Linked DNA regions of Lactuca sativa: region 1 is linked to region 2. Evidence: chromatin contacts called from public Hi-C data. All regions are on one chromosome and are shown on one strand. Each heading gives the region's core, a stretch centred on a gene start, on an enhancer-like site or on the middle of the called end of the contact. The rest is flanking DNA. Distances are from core to core; before and after follow the strand shown. Region 1 holds the start of LOC111877321 (calcium-dependent protein kinase 19). Region 2 holds the start of LOC111877319.

What was found. Hi-C and Micro-C count contacts between places; a contact is called where the count stands out from the background.
Region 1: a contact with region 2 is called in a Hi-C map of leaf, with 6 times the contacts expected there. The contact joins the promoter of LOC111877321 here to the promoter of LOC111877319 in region 2. A contact is called at or near these places in 2 of 4 Hi-C or Micro-C datasets (both in leaf).

The regions. Positions count from the first base shown.
Region 1 is chr7:197,182,202-197,187,644 of Lsat_Salinas_v11, reverse strand. It overlaps LOC111877321 (calcium-dependent protein kinase 19), which reads right to left and starts at 2,707. Exons shown (of 8, transcript XM_023873850.3): 1 at 1,683-2,707; 2 at 379-522; 3 at 141-293. The coding sequence starts at 2,358.
Region 2 is chr7:197,011,042-197,016,738 of Lsat_Salinas_v11, reverse strand. LOC111877319 reads right to left here and starts at 2,981. Exons shown (of 5, transcript XM_023873848.2): 1 at 2,570-2,981; 2 at 1,450-1,876; 3 at 903-1,143; 4 at 468-530; 5 at 1-181. The coding sequence starts at 2,867. The coding sequence ends at 125.

The sequences.
Region 1 (5,443 bases), core at 1,458-3,957, 170 kb before region 2:
CATGTCACCATTTTAATAATCTGTTTAATAACCTCTGAACCAGTAAGAGGTTGGAATCATTCAGCATTAAAGGGTTTATTTTTATCAAAGAGCCCCTAAGTGGCTAAGTCTATCCATTGAAAAAAGAAACAACATCATACCAAGAACTTGAGCAGAAGTTATTCTCTTCTTGGGGTCTTGTGTGAGCATCCTTCGAACAAGATCCTTAGCACTTGTAGAGATAGATGGCCATGGTTCACTTTCAAAATCAATATAACCTTCAAGTACAGCATCAAATATTCCCTTCTCTGTCTCTGCATTTTCATACCCAATTTCATGTTATAACTTATAATCCTATTTAAAAAAAAAAAAAAAAAAAAAAACAGAGCATGAAATTACCTGCCCAAAAGGGAGGCACACCACTTAGCAGGATATACAGTATCACCCCTGCACTCCATATGTCTATTTCCTTCCCGTATTTACGTGTCAATACCTCTGGTGCAACATAATACGCACTTCCAACAACTTGTCGATATGCTTTTCCTGAAAGTATTTGTTTGCTTTGTCATATAATGCTGTGTAGCTCAAAAGAAGTTCAAGACATTGTACACCAAGGTTGAATTAAGAATTCCGGAAACTAGTATGTGAATGAACAACTTTTCAGGAGATATCAAGAAGATGGTGGAAGGATCTATAGATGTAAGAGTAAAGTAGGACCTTCTTTAGCGTTCATTCATGTTATTGTCCCCTCGTATCGTATTGCAGGAAGACTAAAGATCTCAAGCATGAATATTAAAATTGTAATTTTCTTTTTAAATTTTAAGTGTTATTTTTACGAAAAACCTAAGATTTTTAACCAGTTTTTTAGATACGACCTAATTGTTTTTTATAATGTAAACCAAAAGTAATTTCCCAACTTTCATTCTTGACTTTTACCAGTTTACCAGGTTCCATCATGTAAAAATAAAATACTATGTTTTCTTTCAAAAATAATCAAAATATCTGCCGCTTATGCAAATAAGTATAAATCTTATTTGCATAAAAGACATGACATTATCATATTTTTTCATTTAAAAGCTTTTTCTACAGATGGACCCTTAACCCGAATAAAACGACAAAAACGAAGATCTAAGACCTCCTATTGCACGAAGATCTAAGACCTCAAGCGTAAATAGGTCTTTCTCATTTTATTTGTAATCATAAGAGAGTGGAAAGATCTAGCAATAATAGTTGTGTACTACCTTCCTTGTAAATATTCAAAAATAGTTTCCATTTAAATCCTATCCTTGTGTAGTTTTCTCTATCATTCTAATGTACTACTAGCAAATCTCTTTCCATTAAGTTATTGTGTTGTTCATCGTTTGCTTTACTTCACTTACATTTCATTGTTTTCCTTGTTTACGAGAGTGATTTGACTTAGTTTGAGGAGTAAGTGTCATAGAGTAGAGTGAGCTTGTGCAGACAAGTCCGCGATATATTGCAAATATTGTACATAAAAATCTAGGAAATTTTCGTTAGTAAGATTGATCACGAAAATGCCCACAATTAAATGCGAATCATTGAACTTTTTAAAGTTAACTATCTAATTATTGTTGAATCCTATAAAATCTTGCAAGAACCGATTCTTTCAATGGGATTTTTTCTTAAAAGTCAAAAGATTAAGATTTGTATATGTTACAAAGTAGAGATTCGATTAGCAATACCTTCTTGAATGAAGACAGATAAACCGAAATCTGTAGCTTTAAGAAGTGCGTTCTCACTCTTATCCGAAAGCAGGAAATTTTCAGGCTTTAAATCACGATGCATCACTCCCATAAAGTGACAAACATGAACCACATTCACAATCGACCTGCAAATCGAGGCTGCAGCTCTTTCACTATAATGACCTTTTGCAATGATCCTATCAAAAAGCTCACCTCCTTCACAAACCTCCATAACCAAATGCACAGATTGCTTATCTTCATAAGCACCTTTAAACTCAACAATATTAGCCTGTCCACTTAGATGCTGCATAATCTGAATTTCTTTCCTCATATCATCCTTATCACTTTTAGTTACAAGTTTCTTCTTTGATATCGACTTACAAGCATACTTTTGACCACTTGATTTCTGTATACAAAGATAAGTAACACCAAATTGACCTCTACCCAATTCTCTCCCCATGGTGTAATGTTGTTTAACGTCTTCAAATGGTTTTCCGAGAATCGAGTCAGCTGTGAACACCCTCTTGGGGCTGGGAGGTGGCGGCTGCTTTCTCGCCGGAGTTTGAGCTGCCGGAGCCGGGGTTTTGGTGTAAACCGCATTGGGTTCGACGGATCTTGTTCTATGAGCATCAGGGTATGTCCCTCCACTCTTGCTTTTGCTACTACACAACCCCATTTCTTGATATTTTGAATGGAATTGTGGAAACTGATCAAGAAACGAATACCCAGATGGGGATTGATTGTTGTTACTTGGTTGTTGGTTCGAAATCGAAGATCAAAAGGGGTGTCGATGAAGACGGTCAAAGAGAATAGTCAAACCGCTAAGATTGAATAATAATTCATGGAGGAATAGTTTAAGGTACAGAAGAGGTTGAAGGAAGGAACGTGGTGAGCTCATTCGGAATACTTGAGATTTAAAAGAATGGAATCTTCGAAGAAATTAGACGCGGTTTGATTGGGTTGAATGTGGTCAAGGAGAAGTAGGAAGTCAGACATTTTGACTTTGTGAGAGTCTTCATGTTGTCCACCTCCATCTTTGGATGAAGAAATGTGCTTTTCTTTGTGTCCATTGAGAATCTGCCAAATATTAGGAGCTTTCACTCTTTGTCTTCAAGTAAGGTGTTTGTTTCTTCTTTATTTAATCCAATTAATTAAAATAAATTTAATTTGATAAATTATATACTTATATTTCTTCAATTATATTTAGATATTTTGTAGGTTTTAAGTTTTAGAATAATAATAATAATTGATATCCACCTCTCCTATCTTATTTCATTTGTGTGGTTTGTTGTTATTGTTTTTTATATGGTAATAATTATTGTGCTTTTTATATAATTTTTAATTTATCCTTTAGATATCGTGTACATTAATATCAAGTTTAGAGATAAAAGCGGTTTGCATTGAAACCTAAATTAGAATAAACCATATATGGTAAGCTCATTTGTTTTGGGGATGATGTTTGGCCTGCATCTAAAAACAAATCATTTGGCATGTGATTTCTATGAAGCATCTCGTGGGTTTGTCTTTCATTTTGCTTTTATTGAACAAGAGGATTAGCTAAATACCAAGAAATGTTCCTAATTCCAACTTTATGAACATCATTTTGATATAAAACACAAGCTCTAATTTTCATTATTTTTAACATCAAATAAATAAATAAATCACTATTCAAGTAAAAAAAAAATTCCATCACAAAAATATTATTAATAATGAATACAATTTGCAATAAACTTATATGAATATTACTAATACTTTATAAATAGTAGTACTCTAATAAAAATATTATAACTGTTATAATTAATATTTTTATTAAAATGTTTACCTGCAACGGTGATTCTTTTATTATTTGTTGAAAAATTATTTTTTATATTTTAAAAGCAACAAAAATTTATTCATCTTCTTTACCTTGGAAACATGTTTGACAAGAAGGAAGAAGTGGATAACATGTTGAGGTGAAGGAGAAGAAAACAAAGGAAGATAACTGCATTGAGGGAGGTTGTGATGGTAATGGGAAGCAACGGGAAGCCTCATAAGGTGCAAAAACGATGAAGGGGACGGTGTTTGTGTCATGGTAACGTCGTTATCCGACTGTACATTTGTGGACGTTGCCCACACCTTTCCGTCTAAAACTTTCAACCTAGATGTACTCAGAATCTATTTAATACCGAAACCTACTTTCTAAAACATTCGGTTGGGACCACATCCGTTCTTTTTATAAAGGAATTTCGTTAAGTAGTTCCGATTTTTTTTCAGTTTTCTGAAAAGAATATATACATATTGTCAAACCGGTTACGGATAAAGGAAAACCGTTTTTTTTTATGTTCCAATTTACGAATTATTCTAAAATTTGGGTTTAACTTTTTTTTTTGGAAATTAAAATTTAACTCCAATAAACTTGTTACATGCCATTATGAAATTACACACATAAACATTTAGACAGTAATTGTGTAGAAAATTTTCAGAAAAGTCTTAATATTTTCAAAAAAGTTACACTTAAGTTCTAAGATTTTTTATGAACATTAATATTATTTTTTTCATTTAAATGCATTTATATGTATTATTAACAATATTAATAATAACAAGTTCGAAAAATAGTATTTATTATTATTATTATTATTATTATTATTATTATTACTATTATTATTATATAATAATAATAATAATATAAGGTTTTTGTTTGCAGAAAAGTCCTAATATTGAGTATCCTAACCCTTTTATAATCACATCCATCATATCAACATACGTCACAGTACCATCAATGTAATTGACATCTAGAAAATTTGTGAACTCGCCTCCATGATGTAGCTTGATGGTAAATAGTGTAGGATGTCCATCTTCAAGACAAGAGCAAAAAACAAAATATAGAAGTGATGATTTCACCAAAAAAAAAATCAAGTAAATGAGCAACAACAAAATTACATACCATAAACCACCGTTGGGTTGAATGACGTGCTTGACAACCTTAAGTGTCACGTTGGTATATGCATTCACTACGAAAGTCGCCTGATCGAAGCTAACAACCTTGGTAATCAGATAAGGGTTCTTGATCCTTAGTCAATGATGAGGGAAATTGAATCGAATCACATTTATTAAGGAGTATAAATACGATTGAGGCTCAATATTATCTGTATGGCACTAATTACATACGTAATTCTCTTTTATTAATATTAAATAAGGGGAATAAATAAGGAATGACCAAAATACCACCAATTTGACAAGTCAAACATATCTTAACGGGGGGAAGTAGGCGGAGGTTAACTCTTTGGATTAAACTCATAACAAAATAAAAACTTTAGACCTGTAGTACTAGTCCAAACTTTTTTGGAAAAAAAAAAAACAAATTTAAGCAAACTAAGACTATTAGTGCAGTTGAGTCTATATTATACGCGCTTGACCCAATATTTGTAAATCAATATGTGACTAAAATAGCCGTTCCAAAAAATGCCTAAAATAAAAAGAAATTCTGTAATGGGCCTAATGGCCAACAGCCCAATACTTGTTTTTTTAAATAATTTCATTGCGCATTTTACAAGAATTAAAAGTCTAAACTAGAAGCAATAACCCTTTATCAATCATAATTTAGTATATACTCTGGATTTCGTCAAAATTTAGCATATACATTTGTAGTTCATCATAATTTTCTGTAATCATATTGTAAAATTACGTCTTTTTTTTATACTAAAGTAATGTAATGTTTAGTATAACATTTCAAATAACCTGGACCATGTAACATACCATTTTATAGATGAAAAACGTTTATG
Region 2 (5,697 bases), core at 1,732-4,231:
CAAAAGAAGAAATCGCATTCCGTAAGATATATTCCATTCCATTCCGTTCCTTTGTGACAAGCAAACACTATTTTGTCATTCCATTCCATTCTCTTTTTGATTACTGTATTTACCACTATTTAATTCATTTATTCTTCTTAGCAGATTTCCTCTTTGCCTTTTTAAACCATGATCCACTCTCCTGCCACAATAATACAAATATTCAGCAACACTCACTCACAATAAGAAACTAGCAAAAAAATTATTATTTAGATGAGTGTTTTCCATGTGATATTGAATAATCATAATCAGATAAATTTAATTATGGTGAATTTTGACAAATTTAATTGTTTAAAAAACTAGGTAACATAAAATAAGGAGTTCATACCAAAAATAATCAAAATGGGATGCTGTACTATTAAGATACAAATTTAATTTTTTATTATTATTATTTGGTATATTTGCTTTTTATAAGCTGGTCATTTTACCTTTTTGTACTGCATGTAAGCAACTCGTCCAGTCAGCTCCTGACCCCTTTTACCAACATAAACCTGAAGGTTTATGAATACTTTAAAACATTTAAAACAACAAAAGAATAACTAGTATTTCAAGAATTGCATTTTAATGTCTTCAAGTATAAACCACAAACAATAACTTCTGAAGGAGTCGAATGTTTGAAATCTTTTGATTATTTAAGAAAGAAATAGATAAAATGTGTATATAAGTAATCTTATAGTACCATCTGATGATGATATCAAACAAATTATTTAAAATAAACACTTAGAACTTGAAGTCAACCATAACAAACTGGATAGCATTTGAAAACGATGATTAAACCAAATGTAGAATTAATTTAAAATAGTTGTTATAAGCAAATAAGTAAAACTTTGTAAATTAAGAACTTTTTAACCAGTTAAACTTACCCTTTTTCCATCTTGACCTGTTACCCAATATCCAGCAGATTGTTGAGCTGCATGAGTCTTTCTTTTAGGAGTGTCTTTTGTTATAATCTTGTTATCAACACAAAGCTTTGGGTTCACCCAACCTTGTGATGTCTCTTCAACATTCTCTTTTCTTGAATTTTTACTCCTACTTTTTGAGCTTTTCTTGTCTTTAATATTTCTAACACCTTGTTTTGAGCTTGCACCACACTTAAATTGACCCCTGTAACAAACACACAAACATGTCACTCTAACAAGAATATGTCATAACACCATAAACCCCAATTTGATAAAACAAGTTATATTGTGTTTGGTATTGTACTGATGTCAATTGCAACTTTTTTGTGTCATCCAAAAATATGGAATAAGGTGGGATTAGATAATGGGACAAAAACTACAGCTTTTTGACTTTTTGTTTTTGTCATCCAAAATGAGACAAAACTTGCAGCTTTATGTCCCATTTAGTGTAACAAATGGCAGCTTAAAAACCATCAGTCAAATAGTTAAATGAATTGGAAGCAAAGATTACATGTAATCGATTTCTGATGTGCTGGGTTGCTCAAGCTCTCTATTTGAAATTTTACACAGAGGAAAAAAATTAGGAAGGCGACTTTGAACAAGCTCTTGGATCCTTAAATCATCATGAAAAAAGTAATGAACAGCAGGAGGAAGAGAGTCATCAAAATTTAATGAACTTTTCTCTGATTTGAAATCTTCACATGGACTTTCTCTTTCTGTAGTTGATAAATCAATTGATTCTGATATGTTACATTTGTTATTATTAACATTGTCACTGACAGAAGGATCATCAGAATCAGAGTCAGAAACAGTCAACAGAAGTCGTCTCCGACGGAAAGTTTGACTTTTGTTTCCTGGTTGACTAGTCAAAACTCCTGGCGTGTTTGGTAACTTTGAACTGGTGGAAAGAGCATGGTTTTGTGTATGCTGATGTTCATCTGATATTAGAAATAAAAAGAGTATGCATGAGAAGAATGATGTGAAGACAATTTGAAGATAGAAACAACAGATAATTTAACAAACAAGTGAACAAAAGTCTCAAAATGGGTAAATCTGAAACGTATATCAAGCAGAAACACAATCTAGGGATCTTCAGTAAGAACGTTATGAATAAGACAATCACCAAATGTATTAAAAAGCTTAATATTAACAATTCTGAAATACGTGTTTTGGTAGTTCAAAGAAATCTGACAATTAGGGATTCAAGGGTTATTGAATACCGAAGAATCACGACTTGTTTAAGGTAGCATTGAAGAAATAACTTCAGCCGAGAACATACAACTTCAGGTTACTAATTATGATCTTAATAGATTAGGATATGAGCTGAAGTTAAGCATGGATTATAATGAGTATATTGATACTTACTCGGCTGATTAACATTGTTCCACTTATCATAATTTCAAAATGGATTGAATGCAAATAAAAAGGTGACATTGATCTTGGTCGTGACTAAATCCCTAAATGAAACTTTTAGCAAAGTTGGAAGTGTTCTCATGGTGTTCCAAACTGTATTTCTTTCGTGAGGCATGTAATTGACTGATAGATACTGGTTGTTTAAATTAATTTGATTCAATAATTTATCATTCTATGTTCATAGAAATGAGAAACAATTACTGGAAGTAGATTGTCACCAGTACGCATATCCTCCTTTGAACAGAACACGTTATCATCTTCATCATCAACAACCGCACTGGAACGCAACTCCACCTCAGGATTGGCTGAAACCGTTGATGATGTTGTCACATCGTCGGTAAGTACACGCTGGAGGCGCTTCGACTTCGGAGGAGGATCCGAATATTCAGGCTCCGAATCATCGACAATTAGAGTTTCATAATCATCATCTTCACTTACAGAAGTGATTTGGGGCTCTGAATCGAGTAGGTCATAATCAAGCCCTAAAGAGAATGAAGGTGCTTCAAAATCCACCATGAACCCAGAAGCACAAAATCAGTATCTTTTTATTGTAAGAAGGTTTTCGATTTTCCCAAACAAATAAGTTATGCAACGAAATCAAAACAGGAGAAAATTACATTTTTAATTTTTAATTTTTTTTCTCAATAAAACTTATTTATTTTAGTGAGACAAGGAACAATGACAAAAGGTTTAAGGTTTCTAACCAGGTATCAGATGGCGTTTTTTTTTTTTTTTTTTTTTAGTCAAGGGTTCAAGTCATGTCCGCAGTGGATTTAGTTGTTAATATATAAATAGATTATATATTGTAGTTGCTGGTTCAAAAAAAAAAAGATAAGAAAGAACGATAAAAAATTTTAAAACGATATTTTTTAATAGCATTAGACAGGAAGAATTAATATATACAAACAACTATTTAACGTGAGACTTGGTGGCAATGTCAAGTTTTAAGTCTTATAAGCTGTGGCGACTGGCGAGCGATGACGTTTGTTAAGGTGGTAATTTTATTAATGATTATATATATATATAAACAACTATCTAATGTAAGACAATATTTTTCTCAAATGCGTTGGATATAAGTCTTGAAGAAGACGTGTTATGACAAAATCATAACGAATATTTTAAAACTATGTAATACAAATAATAGAAAATATAATTGTTAAAGATATTTTTAGATAAAATACTAAAAATAGGAATGTGTTTCATCTTCCATACATCGAAGATATTTGGGAGAACATTAGATAGTTGAAAAATGAAACAACAAGAAAATTAATCTCTAAAGTTTTTTATTTATTGCATGCTAGTTGTAAGATATATGTACTATATAAATTGATTAAAAAATATTAAATATAAAGGTATAAACATTAAATATTTTTATAATAAAATTTCAAAATAAATATAATCGAAATAATGAATAAATAAATACTTTAGTATTAAATGTCCTATTGCTAAATTTATCATCTTTGTCTAAAATTAATATTTGGGAAAATTTAACTATATATTTGTAAACTTTCATAATTACATGTATATCGTTGTAAAATTTTAAATTACATAGATATCCTTATAAAACCTATAAAATTACATATATATCCAAATACTTAATTTAATCATTTTTAATATATTAAAAAATAAAAGAAACAATCTTTAAATTAATTTTTTCTTATTAAAAATATAATTAACTTGTAATATTACAATAATATCCTTGTCCTACATTGCTATTCTCAACCTATTTACTTTTTGAAGCCTTACAAAAATATTAAAACCCACATTGAAATTAATTTTTTCTGTCATTTACATGTGTAATTATAACTGAAAACAAAGGAAGAACAAAAATGTTTAGAAAAAGAATAATCAGAGGTCCCGTAAATCGATAGTAGGAGATGCACTATATTATTTAACAATTTTAGTATGCAATCAATGACTTTTGCTAATCAATTATGTGTGGATAACCTTGTTGTGAATAAGAAGATCAATTATGAGAGAGATTGAAAATAAGTATTTGAGTAATATAGTTATAATTTAATTTAAAGATAGTGTTTTTATTTATTTAGTATATTGAATACAATTAAATTAAGTATTTGGATGTATATGTAATTTTATAGGTTTTATAAGGATATATATGTAATTTAAAATTTTACAAGGATATACACATAATTATGAAAGTTTACAAGGGTATAGATGAAATTTTCCTTTGATATATTTAATCAAGCTCTGTTTTTAACTCTAGACAATACAACATACAACTAGCAATTATTGAATATTTGTTGTCTCGAAAACTCTGAAATTTTAAGAACAAATTTGAAATCCAATAAACAGTTCTAGAATTTCGAGCAAAATTTTTATTTTTACTTAAATTTAACAAAAAGTTAAACAATGTACTAAATATGAACTATGTTTAATATTAGGGCATGAAATCAGGAATTAGATTGAAAAACTATGATATTAAATTTCAAAATTGACATTTCAGACATAAGTAGATTTATTTAGAAAAAACAAAGGAAAAAACAATATAGAACTCTGAAATTTGAAGATCAAATTTGAAATAGGTCATTCAAGAGTAAGTGGTTATTTTTCAAATATCGAAAAATGGTTTTTTTTTTAAAAGGTCATTATGATGGTTGGTTTACTCGATATCCCTCTTCTAAATACAACAAATGGGACATTAAGATTTTTAAAATGACATTTAACATTTTTTCATTTCACGTATATCTAAAGTTAATAGTTTGTTTTCATTTAGAGCAGCAAAGATAATCTAAAAGTAAAACCAAATTAAAAAATATGTTGATATTAAATCATTAAGGTAATTAACAACTCTTAAAATGTTTATACAAAAAAAAAAAAAAGAATAGACAAGTTATAACTTAATGTAATTTATAGTAAATTATGTAGTGAAACTAGTTGTTCAGGAACTTGTTTGTACCTAGCATAAACTCGAAGATAAAATTGAATTTTACCATGTCATAGATACTATTTAGTGAATTCTAGTCAATTATATCACTATACTAATTTATGTATTTTGAAATTAAAAGGAAATCTTCATTAATGAAATTGATATCTATTTACGGATAATGACTTAAAAGGGTAATATATTTTTTGATTTGTACACATTTGGTCACTGAGTTTTTTTTCGTCAACATTTACCCCTTCAACTTGTTAAATTGTACACATCCAGTCCTTATGACCAGTTACTACAGGTTAGCCGGGAAAAATGACTTATTAGGGTAATATATTTCTCATTTTGTACACATTTAGTCCTTAATATATTTTTTTGTTTCAAAATAAGTCTATTTTTGTTTTTGTACCCATTCAGCACGTATGAATTATTTATTTAGGGTTTTTCTTAGGATGT